Linked DNA regions of Zea mays: all the other regions are linked to region 3. A link is a contact called in public Hi-C data. All regions are on one chromosome and are shown on one strand. Each heading gives the region's core, a stretch centred on a gene start, on an enhancer-like site or on the middle of the called end of the contact. The rest is flanking DNA. Distances are from core to core; before and after follow the strand shown.

Region 1 (3,903 bases), core at 257-2,756, 180 kb before region 3:
CCTCTATTGCAGCCCATGAAATGGAATTCACTCTACTAGTTTTGAAACATACCTCTGGATTGATGCGAGTCAAAATTGCATTCCTGTCAGGCAGTCTGATAACTGGACGGAAAACACGCTCCTGACCACCAGACATAGGTTGAACCTCCTCTTTCTGGGTTCCAACTATTTTGCCATTGTCCGTAACTGTATCCATGTCAATGAATTCTTTGAGAAGCTCTTTGTCCTCAATATATCGTTTGATTTCTGCAGACATCCCTGCTATTCTGATAGGATCATCTTCGACATCCATTCTGCGGGAGAGCATCTCGATCCGATCCTCGAAGGACTTCATTGTGTTAGCAACAATAAGGGTCTCATCAAGATCAAACACAATGGCAAGACAGCGCAAGTTGAGCATGCCAACGGACGCTGCATAGAGCCCCGAGCGTGCTGAGCAGCACCAAAAGCATGGCACCTTCCCTGATTTGGTCGGCATTGCCACCAGGTGCAGCTCCTCATCCCCAACTACTACCACAGCACTCTACACAGCCAAATGAGAGGAAGTGTTATACAAATCTTAATGTTCTGTGTAAAGTTGTATTAAGAGAAACAATCCCTGAATCTAACTATATGGAACTCACAAGTCACAACCCATGAAAGCCCAAAATGAAATACGCAAAATGCTTCAGTCTATGAAACTTGTTTCACGATGTACAAGTACCACCTGTCCACCTCAGTAGTTACGTTTTCCGCTTCAATTTGAAATGGACATGGGAATGACATACTCGCATCAAGCCAAAACACCTAAGATGGACCCAGAATGAAATGTGCAAATGCTTCAACTCCTGATACTTCTTCGACGAATTACAAATACAGTGAATAGAAATTCCTAAGAGTTGAAGCTCAAATTGAAATGCGTGCGTTCCTTCTATTTCAAATGTGCATAGAAACTACAGTCTACAGGCATGTGAAGACGAAACCACATATTCGCGGTTGTTCACAAAAATTGGGGACAAACCTTGAACTCGTTGAAACAAGTGAGATACAAGCGCTGGAGGCCCGGGTTGGGAGGCGTAAGCTTGGTCTGCAACTTGCACCGTACGGAGAAGGGCGCGATGGTCTGCAGGATAGCGAGAGGCGGGCACCTCTCGCTCGCCGGCGAGAAGTGGCTGACGCGGATCTCGTTGGTCGGGAAAGGGAGGCCCCCCTCGCCGTCCCGCTTCATCGGGAAGACCTCCATCTCGCCAAGGAACGACTCGCCGTGGAACATCCGCATGCTGACTCCGGCGGGCGCCCCGGCGGCGGGGGCGGCGCCACCGCTGCCACCGACAACGCCTCCCAGGGCCCCCAGCGGCGGGGGTCGAGGCGCGGCCATCGCGAGTGGGGAATCGGAGTGAGAAAAGAGAGGGAGGGGGAGTGTAATTTCGCGCAGCGCGAACAGGTGCCTGCCCCCGCCCGCCTCCCGCTTCGGCGGAGACGCGGAGCCGGGTTTTGGTGTTTGGGGAATGAAGGCGGAGAAGGGGCTTGCAGGCTTGCAGCGCAGGAAGGGGGCCTCGGCTGCGGTTTTATAGAGAACTTTGGGACCGGGCGGCCGGGTGGATGGTTCCGTTGGATCGGTCCGGTCACCGGTCTGGCTGTGGACGCGCGGACCAAAAGTCGAATCCTGAACCGGGGCCGACGCGTCAGTGAGACAGTGACTATCTTTTCGTGTCGCATGATCGCGTCTGGCTCGGTGCGCCGCGTGGGGAGCACCGGCCACTGGGAGTCCGGGATGATCCCCTTTCCTGCTGATTTGGCACGTCTAGGGCTGGTTGTGTGTGCAGTGTGCGTGTCCCATAATTCGTGAGTGAAAGCGGGTTTACTCACAACACATCAATGCGGCGCAGCCCTTAAATTTCCTGCGGGCTAAAGGTCCACTAGTCTGATTTGACGCTAGAAAGACATATTCACTATCTTCTAAAATAAATATTTTTATAATATTTTTATAATATTTTTATCAGTTAAAGATCTCAAATTTGTACTATTAACAATATTTATATTTCTCATATCTATCTATTGATATAAATTATATATTATAAATACTCATATTTTTATATATTTGATTACAGTTAAAAAATGTCAAGCCATCCGGTTAAAGAGGACATCAAAGATTTAAGATCGAAGGGCCATAACCTCGATGTTGACATATGTTATCCACTTATCCTTAGCATGGCAGCAAAGTCAATGGGGGACTCTACCACCATTCCTTGTGTTCTGGTCACCGTCCAAATGGTCAATCCCACTTATCCAATACTCACTCCATTTTAAAATAAATTTTATTTTGGAACGAAGAAAGTATATGATAAGCTATTTTAGGAACAAAGACTATGTTTAAGTGGATGTTCACTATAACTCAACTTTACAAAAACGAGTTTAGCTTCATGAATTTTAGAGTTGGACAGCTTTTTTAAAGTTGTAGAGTTTGCGAAAGTATTTAGCTTACAGACCAGTTTTAGCTTCACTAAAATGATTTTTTTTATTTTTAAAAATCCTTTATACCATTGAAGGATGTATGCGGTCGTTTTGTCTACTAGTTTTTTTCTTGTATGTAGCCTAAAGGGGTGAATATGCTACACTTTAAATTTTTCAACTAAAACTTCAAATTAAGCAATAAAACCAGTTCGATCGTTGCAAGCCGGTTCAACTGCAAAGTTGACACTAAATTTGAATCTAACAACGAAATTGATGAGAGCGACTTAGATCGAACAAATTGCTGAGATAATAGAGGGATAGAAATAGTGAATATGAGTGGAGCAACTCCACACAATCCACACACGCAAAGCAACGTTTGAATCATTGCTTACAACAAGATGAACTATGTGCTCAAACAAGTAAGAACACAAGAATACTTGATTTATCCTGGGCACATCGTAATTGTGCCCTACTCCTCGTTGAGTAGCCTACAAAGGGTCGGGTCTTTTTCAACCATAATCCTCCCTTAGCCGACCATAAAGGTCAAGGTAATCTTTTTCTCAACTTTGCTCAAGAGCGGGTAATACACTCTAGAGAGCGGGTAATATTTTTCAATCTCCAACAATTGTTCTATATCTTGGTTACACTCTAGAGAGCCATTTATGTTTTCTATCTTTGGATAGCGAGAAACCTAGGATAAAATTGGTTATATCTAGATAACTATTTAGATAAGTTGTTGAATTTTTTTGACAAAAAACTATATTCATATTATTTAGAGAGAATATATAGTCTCTTGGACTCACTCTTAGTTGGACTATTAGCTTGTGATGTTTGGATTTATCCAACTAAAAGTAGCTAAGAGATAAACTATTAATTGAGTTGTTTGGATGTCTCTAATTAATATTAACAACTAACTATTAGCTCTAGTGCATTCAAATAGAGCCATAATTGTGGATTCAAACAGAGTATCTACTAAATTTTAGCAATTAACTTTTACCAATGTTAGTAAGAAGATTAGAAAGATATATGAAAGGAACATCAGACGCCTAAGAGAGGAGGTGAATTACGACTTCTAAAATTCTCGCTAATTTAGGCCATAAATAAATCCCTACAACAAAATATATGCAAATAAGTAATTTAGAATGTGCAAACTAGGTTTTATATAAGTGTTGTTATCTCTACCGCAAAAGGAGTTATGCAACCTATGTTCCAGTCCTAAGAAATCTAAACTAAGAATAGAGAGATTGAAACTTAAGTACTTAAAGTAAATGCAAAATCTAAAGAACAAAGATAGAGATGCAAACTCTCGTGGATGATGCCTATATTTTTACCGAGATATCCGAAACCATGCAAGGTCCCGACTAATTCTTGTTGGTGCCCCTACACAAAGGGTAGCCCACGCGAGGGCTAAACACCACGATCGAGCAACTTCGTAGAGAGTCGTGAGCCTTCTCCACACGCAAGTGATGC
Region 2 (3,885 bases), core at 675-3,174, 180 kb after region 3:
ACTTTAAAGGATGGATATACAGGATGGATATAAAGGACGCTATAGGAATGCTTCCAACACGCCATGTCGCCATTAGAGTTCCTTAGCGTAGATTTTTAAATTCGCTTTTGGCAAGCGCACATTTCCTAGGCTTCTACTTGACTCCTCTAGTCCTTATGAGATCTTCCTCTTGCACGACTTGCCAAATAAATCCATCAGAATACTGTCGAATGCAATAAAAACTTCCTACCATAACAATTGGTCCCTTTCACACTGATCAACGCAGTAACCAAACATCTCAATGCGCATACAATCGCCACAAGTGTGCCACTGGGTTCGGAGTCGCAGAGGTAGAAGGCACCCTTGGAGCGCAGGGTGCACCACAGTTGCAGAAGGCTGGATGTGGCTGCAATAGGTGAGGTAGAGGGAGCACGGGGAGCTTCATGTCCGGCCATTCGAGATCAACGCCTGAGCACGCTGTGTGGCCTCACTCGCACTCTCCAACCGCAAGGAGTTGACCACCCCCCAACACGATGCTATCAACTCGCTCCAGGTCCCGCTTCTTTCTCCTATCCCCTTGCCGCTATTAGGTTTTTAACCACAGTAACCACTGCCTCAAATCAATTGGTTTGTCTGCTAATCTTATCGAGAAGCACACCAATTTAGCATTGAATCACGGGTCCTTGTTATGCAATGTGAGAGTTGTGTTCGCTGGTGTTTATGATCTGACCATATGGTCAGGTTGATTTGAGAGAGCGGAGGTACCTGCTCTCTGGGGCATCGGATGTTTTAGCCGTTGTGTTCAATGCGTGAAACACGATCGAATACAAAGCTAGGTTCATAGCGAAGCACAGGAACATACTGATTCTGGATAAGCAACACCAGAATCAGTGGTGGAGACTAACTGAAATCAAAGCCTGGACACTCACCGAGCGCGAGCCGCTGGCCGGCTGCCGGCTAGGCATGGCCGTACATGGCCGGGCGGGCGTCTCGGTGGCGAGCAGCAGCCCAGGGTAGTCCTCTCTTAATCTCTTCTACAGTGTCAATACGAAACTAGGCCATGGATGTAGGTAGCAAGAGCAAAAGGGAACGAGTTTATTAACACTCAACAATGTGCTAAAGTTCCAATAGAGAAACTTCCTGGGGTGAAGATAAATGATGCACTACCCAACCAGCGCACCAGTCCTGAGAACAAATTTATTAACACTCAACCTTGTGCATCAAACTCAATCATGTCACTATGCCTAACCATTTCAGATCCCTAACTGATTTGTTTAGACTGAAGCTAGCGGTCCAGTCCATCCTGGAGGTCTTGGCATAGAATGAAGCTATGAGTAAATGTAAGGTCCGTGAAATTAGAATTGGAGGTAAACAAGCACAGACTGTCGATAATTGTTCGACTTGTGATCGACCCCAACACGATCCCAGGTGGAACGGCAACAATAAAGAGCAGCAGTTGCTCCTGAACTACACCAAGGCTTGAGCGACTACACTAGGCTACCATTACGATCGCCAAGCCTGGCGTCGTGGTTCCATGACTCCACAACCACAACGGCGGATCGAAGCAACAACGTAATCAAAACGAGGCGAATCGCAACCGATGAGCAAAACGAACCGGATCGAATTTAAAACAGAGCGGCGCACGAGAAGCAAACCTCTCTCTTCAGGAGAGACGATGGGGGCGATTCAGCGGAGCAACGACGGCTCAAGCTCGGCGCGGCTGTGGCTGCGGCGGCGGGGGTGGCTTCGAGTTTGCCTCGGCGGCGGCGGTGCGACTGTTGGGGCTGAGGCGGTTGGCGGCGGCTGGCCGACCGCCGGCTAGCGTGTAACTCACCTTGGCCGCCGGATGGGATCCGGGACGTGAGGTAGGGTTCTTCCCCACCAGATCTGGGGAAGAGGACCCTAATTCGTCAGGTAACTCAGATAAACTTCACAGGAACTCAGGTATGTGGTGGTGGTGGTGTTTCTAGTTTGTTTTCTGTTTTTCCCTTCCACATACTACATGCTTAGAGCTAGTATGGGAACCCCAATTTTCTAAGGGATTTCTATTTTCCCAAGGAAAATTAGTTTATTTTTACATGGGAAAATAGAAATCCCTTAGAAAATTGAGGTTTCTAAACTAGGCCTTATATAGCCAGTATGACCAGTTATTTTACTCCCTTGGGATTAACCGACCTAACAACTGACTTAATCACTAATGGCACAAGGCCACAACTATTACATGTCATAATATAGCCCATTTATCCATCTTCAGACAAACAACAAGATTCTAGTCACTTGTCATACCCTACGTCATGACAATCTCCCCTCTCTCCTCAAGATTATGCTGGTCCCCAAGCAGATGCAGTCGGAAATCTAGTTCTAAGCACATGGTAATCCTCCCAGGTAGCACAATCTGGTGACATACCCGACCACCTCAATAGAATCTGTGTCACAGCTGCATTGCCCTTCTTCACCAGCCTCCTATCCAGAATCTCAACTGGTTCCAAATCACCTTGGCCCAAATCCAGCATCTTTGGCAGCTTGTGGAACACTAGAACATTACTAGGCACAAAAGGTTTAATCTGAGACACATGGAAGACTGGATGCACCTGTGCATCAGCTGGTAATTCCAGTTTGTAAGCCATCGCTCCCACCTTCTCCAAAATAGTATAAGGCCCAAAATATTTAAATGCAAGCTTAGGGCAAGCTCGATTCACCACTGACTTCTGAGCATATGGTTGCAACTTAAGTCAGACTTGTTCTCCCACTAGAAATTCTCTTGGACTTCTCTTCAAGTCAGCATAATGCTTGAACCTGTGTTGAGCCTAAGTCAACTTCTCCTTTAACATTTGATTGTAAGCTTCTCTCTGCTGCACCAAATTGACTGCAGTCGTATCCTCATTCCCTTATAAAATAGGAACATTGAAGACAGAAGCCTCATACCCATATAGAGCCTTGAAAGGTGAACATCCCACAGAACAATGAAAGAAGTATTGTACCAAAATTCAGCCATAGCTAACCAATTATTCCAATGATGATGATTTGCTTGAACAGCACACTGAGATACATCTCCAAACTTTGATTAACCCTCTCACTTTGCCCATGAGTTTGTGGGTGATATGATGTGCTTAATGCCAACTTCACATCTAACACTTTAAACAAATGCTTCCAAAACTGGCTAGTGAAAATCTTATCCCTGTCTGATACTACAGACCTCGGAACTCCATGGAGCTTGATCACACAATCCAACTTAATCTGAGCCACTCCAACTGCAGTAAAGGGATGCTTAAGAGGGAAAAAATGGGCATACTTCGTAAATTTGTCCACTACCACCAAAATAGTATCATAACCCTCAGATTTTGGCAATTGCTCTATAAAATCCATAGTAAGATCTTGCAAGGCCCCTGCAGGGACAGGTAGGGGCTGTAATAACCCTGCTGGATACTTCCTTTCACCTTTTGCTTGCTGACATACATCACACTGTTTCACAAACTCAGCCACATCTGTCTTCATGCCTGACCAATAGAACACCCTTTTAAGTCAATGGTAAGTAGCACTAGCACCAAAATGACCCCCAACCACTGAATCATGCATTGCAGCCATAATTTTGGTTTTCAAGGCTGAGTTATCTCCTATCCAAACTTGGTGTTGTTTCCTTATTGTCACACCCGGTTTTAGAAGGCAAACCGAATGCGAACCATGTACGTGACAGGATAAGCAATTCACGTACACAGCATTTACATAACTTGACATCATCACACAGTGCTCAAATAATAACATAAAAGAAGGTATAATAGTCGATTACATCATGATGTTTGAAACATCCACATAGTATTTAACAATAATCAAAGTGCGAAAAAGAAACATAGATACACACGGCCTTCACAGGTAGCCGACTGGGGGTTTGCCGCTAACCCACGCCTA
Region 3 (4,147 bases), core at 875-3,374:
GTCCCCGCCGCCCACCCCAGCGACGCGAACGCGAACGGCAGGCTCAGCAGCGCCGGGGCCACGATCGACGTCGTCAAGTGGTACCCGCAGTGCAGCCACGAACCTGCACCAAAGCTTCAAATTTTAACCACTGCATAAAAATTCAAAAAATCCTCCCCACCCCCGTATGAATATCTGGATGGTGCTTCCGTCAAGTACGCGTGTGCTATACTGCTATCAGCCTATCACACGTCCAGACGTGTATACACATATACCGCATAAAAAAGCGTATGCATAATTACATATGAAAAAAAAATCATCTTTGAACCGACACGTGCGCCTGATTTCCAAATGTGCACGTCACCCCTTACCAGGACTCGTCAAGATCCAGAAAAGCAGCAGATACCGAATCGGTGACGCGCCTAGTCAAAAGATGAGACTTCGGGGGAAATGGAAACCTGCTTCGTCAAGTGTATACCTCATCGTCGCGGCAAGCAACTCGACCTGTGCATATCTGCACTTGATTCGCTCTTAAAGATTTTCCTCTTCGAAGTGCAGCGAGCATGATTAAGCGCTGATGAGCGGGCCTAACGCATATTGCCAACCTCCTCCTGGGCTCCCGACCTATTTTCTGCCACAATTATTGCTCGTCGAGTGTGTGTGCAACATGGGCGCATGATGCTTACAAGTCAACGAGGCTGATGGTCCTCGTGTTTTTAAGGGCATGGTTGGATCTATGTGACAAACAGTTTACCGACTAATTTTAGCAACTTAACTTTCGAATAGACTGACTAATAAATTGGTTAATTGTTAGCCGGAAGGCTAACAAATTGCTTGCATTTGATCTTGCTAATAGATACTAATAGATCATATAAATAAAAAAAGACATCTATTAGCTAAGGCTCTAAACGTACCATGGTTAATTGTTGCTAGTTAATTATTTGCTGGCTAATTGTACGAGGATAAAAAAAAGAGCGGTCTAAATAAAATAAAAGATGAAATGGTCGGCACCACATGTTGAGGCTGTAGCATTCCATGACTCATCGCGGCGGCAGCCGGCAGGGAACCCCCATCCCCAGGCAGGGACCGGATCGGAGGGACACCGCAAGTACACCTTGCTTTGTCTCTTCTTTCTCGGTTGCAGAGTACCAGGCGATACGTGCAGCCATGACCATGGAGTGGGATGGACCACTACCGTGAAGTGAAACTGTGAAAGCGGAAACTTGGACGGCCAGGGCCAAGGTAGATTGGCAAGCGCATTGAGACATGCATTCACTCTCCGCGAGCTCTTGTTGATCAGGAGGCGGTCTGTGGTCAGAGGAGGAACAGTAGCATCAGCTGTTCAGGGCATCTGCCAGGCACCATTCAATCAATGAAGTTTCCTCTGCTTCTCTTTTCTTTTTTATTTAAAAGGGAAATTGCTGAATCGCCGTCTTCTCCATCTCTCTCTCTCTCTCATCTTGCCAACAGCGCGTACAGGTAGCTGCGGCATGCAACCGTGCCGCGTGGGTTCACTACTGACTAGTTCTTAGTAATTAGGACCGCAATCATGTCCAGATGGATCGAAGCAGAAGCTCTGAGCTAAGGTCGTGTTTAGCAATAACCTCCAGCTATTATGCTTGTTACTTTACTTGCAGCAAGGGGAAAAAACACAACCGCCCCCGACGTCCACCGCCGTTGAAGCTTGTTCGTGCTCAAGAAACATAACAACACGGAAAGATATGCATGGCGATCGGGAGCAAAAGAAGCGCCGCGGCAAATCACCTTTGGACTGGAGCACGAAGAGCGCGCCGGCGTCGAGCTTCTGGCCAGCGGTGTCGCCGCCGGCCTCCATCTTCGCCTCCTCATCCTCCCGGGTCGCAGCAACAGCTCCCAACCCCATGTCGTCGTCGCGCGCCCCTAGGCTGGAGCCTGGAACGAAACGGTGGCTACTTGCTAGCTTAGCTAGTTTTTGCCGGCCGAGCTGCACGGTGTGGAGCTAGCTGGGACTGGCTGAGACGACCCCCGGCGGTTGCGTGCGCTGTATCGGCAAGCTGGGTTTGCATATATATCGCAGAGCTCGCGGGAGGTAGGCGGCTTAGCTATATGGACTGACCACCCGAGGGCTGACGCGAAATGTATCGAGTGCGAACGAAAGGGCTAGGCTGCCCAGGCTGCTGCGTGCCGCAACCATAAATAAATGATGACAGCAAGAGAAAAACATATTCTCTGCAGTCCGGCCAGTGACATACGGAGCCAAATCTAAACAAATACTACACGTCGTCAATGGCTCATCTACAACTACGTCCTCGTACAGAGGATTCGACCGGAGAGAATACGACTATACGAGGGCAATGTCACGGTATTCGCTTTGTTTGCTAGGAAGTATTACCTTAAATAAATCTAAACTCCTTGTTTTTTTCTAAAAAAAAATCCTACCTTTTCCAAGCTGCGAGGCCCTTCCTTTTTCCGTGGTCCGTGGATCATCGGCTATAACACGAAACATGCAATTCCAGCCGCGAGCACGTCCGCAGCCCCGTGCGATGTCCTGAAGCCGGCAGTCCGCACTCCGCCGTCCGCTGACGAACGCGGCCCCGCGCCGGCCACCGATCGATCCATTACATCAAGGAAACATTTTATTGAGAAATATGTTTCGAGACTTTTTATTTACAAATTACAAGTCATGTTTAAAATCTCTATATTGACAATTATTCCAAATATCAAATGGTACGATATATTTGTAATGAATTGGTTAGATAGTACACAAAGTATAACCATTGAACAAGTCATATAATGAACACGTCACCCTAACTTTGATTTTGTGTTATTCATGTACCAACACATAATTGTGATATGTTGTAATGGCGGCTAACACAAAAAAAGCGTACAATCAAAATGTATTTTTACCAGATAAAAAAGTTGTAATTGTAATTAGTTACATGTACTACACGCTAACACGATATGCAAATATAATCACGGTAACATGCCATCATAAGTTGCAAACGATGCGCGAGCACAACAGCACTGCAGACGATTTTCAGTGACTAGAATTATTTTCGGCGGCCAAATCCTGGCCGCCGGAAATAAACGGATTTAAAACCACCCCTTGGCTTTCTTCTCTCTTTCTTCCCCCGACGCTGCCGCGTCGTCGCTGCTACTCCCTCCACCGCACCGCCCGCGCCACACCGCCCCCGCCCTCGCCTCGACACCGGTCCCGGCCGCCGCCGCCGTCGAGACCTCCTTCCGCCACCACTCTCGGTCGCCGCCGCCGAGCCCTCCTCCATTGAGAGGTTATTTTTTCGTATTTTATTCCATAATTTCGGTGACCGTTGGAAAATTAACAGGACAGAAAATTAATTTAGTAATGCAGCGTAAAACATATAACCCAGAGCTACTGCTGGCAGATAGTATCCATGACATTAGAATATAACAGATTTGAACTAACTCAATAAAATTAACGTATAAAAAAGAATCGACAACAGAACTAACTATAAGACCGTCATCGCAATAAATTAAAAATGCATATTTACTTACAATGATTTCCATGCCATATCTACACACCACCTTGGCTTCCTTATTGAATTGGGCCACTCACTAGTGTGGCAGAACCTCCCAAGTTATTGGGACCACATGCACCTATCCTTGTCCCAAAGACCTCAGACGGCTATACATGTGCACCAGATAACTTAACAGGATCCGTCCGATTGCCCCAAGGACATCGGATAAACCACTTACAACCAGAACCGTGGGATTAAGTAACACAAATCACACACACAACATTTTCGCAGCGGAAATCTTATTACTAAATTTTACAGGTTACAAAAATTTTACATTATTTTATCGGAATGATTACAAAAGTATAAGTTTGAAATATATGCTAGCTCAAGTGATCATCCTCAATAATAAGATAAAGACGGGGTATACTTATATAAGAAGGCCGAGCCTACCGGCACTTAACACCATCAACAGCAGCACAAAACTATAACCTGAAAAACAACAGTGAATAAAACCCTGAGTATGGAATTACTCAGCAAAACTTACCCGACTAAAGAAAAGACTCTCAAGGATATGCTGGATTTGGGAATCAAGGAGAAGATTTAGCAAGAATCAACTTAGATACTTTTGCAGAAATAGCTTACTAAAGTGAGTCCTTACTTTCAATATTTTAACGCCAGATTAAATATTAATA

Evidence for each region. A called contact is a pair of places that touch in the nucleus more often than the background predicts.
Region 1: a Hi-C map of bundle sheath shows a contact between it and region 3, with 1.9 times the contacts expected there. The contact joins the promoter of LOC100382420 here to the promoter of LOC103650987 in region 3. A contact is called at or near these places in 2 of 25 Hi-C or Micro-C datasets (bundle sheath and tassel).
Region 2: a contact with region 3 is called in a Hi-C map of ear, with 1.8 times the contacts expected there. The contact joins the promoter of LOC100191203 here to the promoter of LOC103650987 in region 3. A contact is called at or near these places in 2 of 25 Hi-C or Micro-C datasets (ear and tassel).

What each region holds. Positions count from the first base shown.
Region 1 is chr3:182,664,802-182,668,704 of Zm-B73-REFERENCE-NAM-5.0, reverse strand. LOC100382420 (RNA polymerase II C-terminal domain phosphatase-like 2) reads right to left here and starts at 1,506. Exons shown (of 11, transcript NM_001175163.1): 1 at 1,001-1,506; 2 at 53-523. The coding sequence starts at 1,357.
Region 2 is chr3:182,303,464-182,307,348 of Zm-B73-REFERENCE-NAM-5.0, reverse strand. It overlaps LOC100191203, which reads right to left and starts at 1,924. Exons shown (of 4, transcript NM_001136638.1): 1 at 1,635-1,924.
Region 3 is chr3:182,483,118-182,487,264 of Zm-B73-REFERENCE-NAM-5.0, reverse strand. It overlaps LOC103650987 (GABA transporter 1), which reads right to left and starts at 2,124. Exons shown (of 6, transcript XM_008676585.4): 1 at 1,744-2,124; 2 at 1-103. The coding sequence starts at 1,861.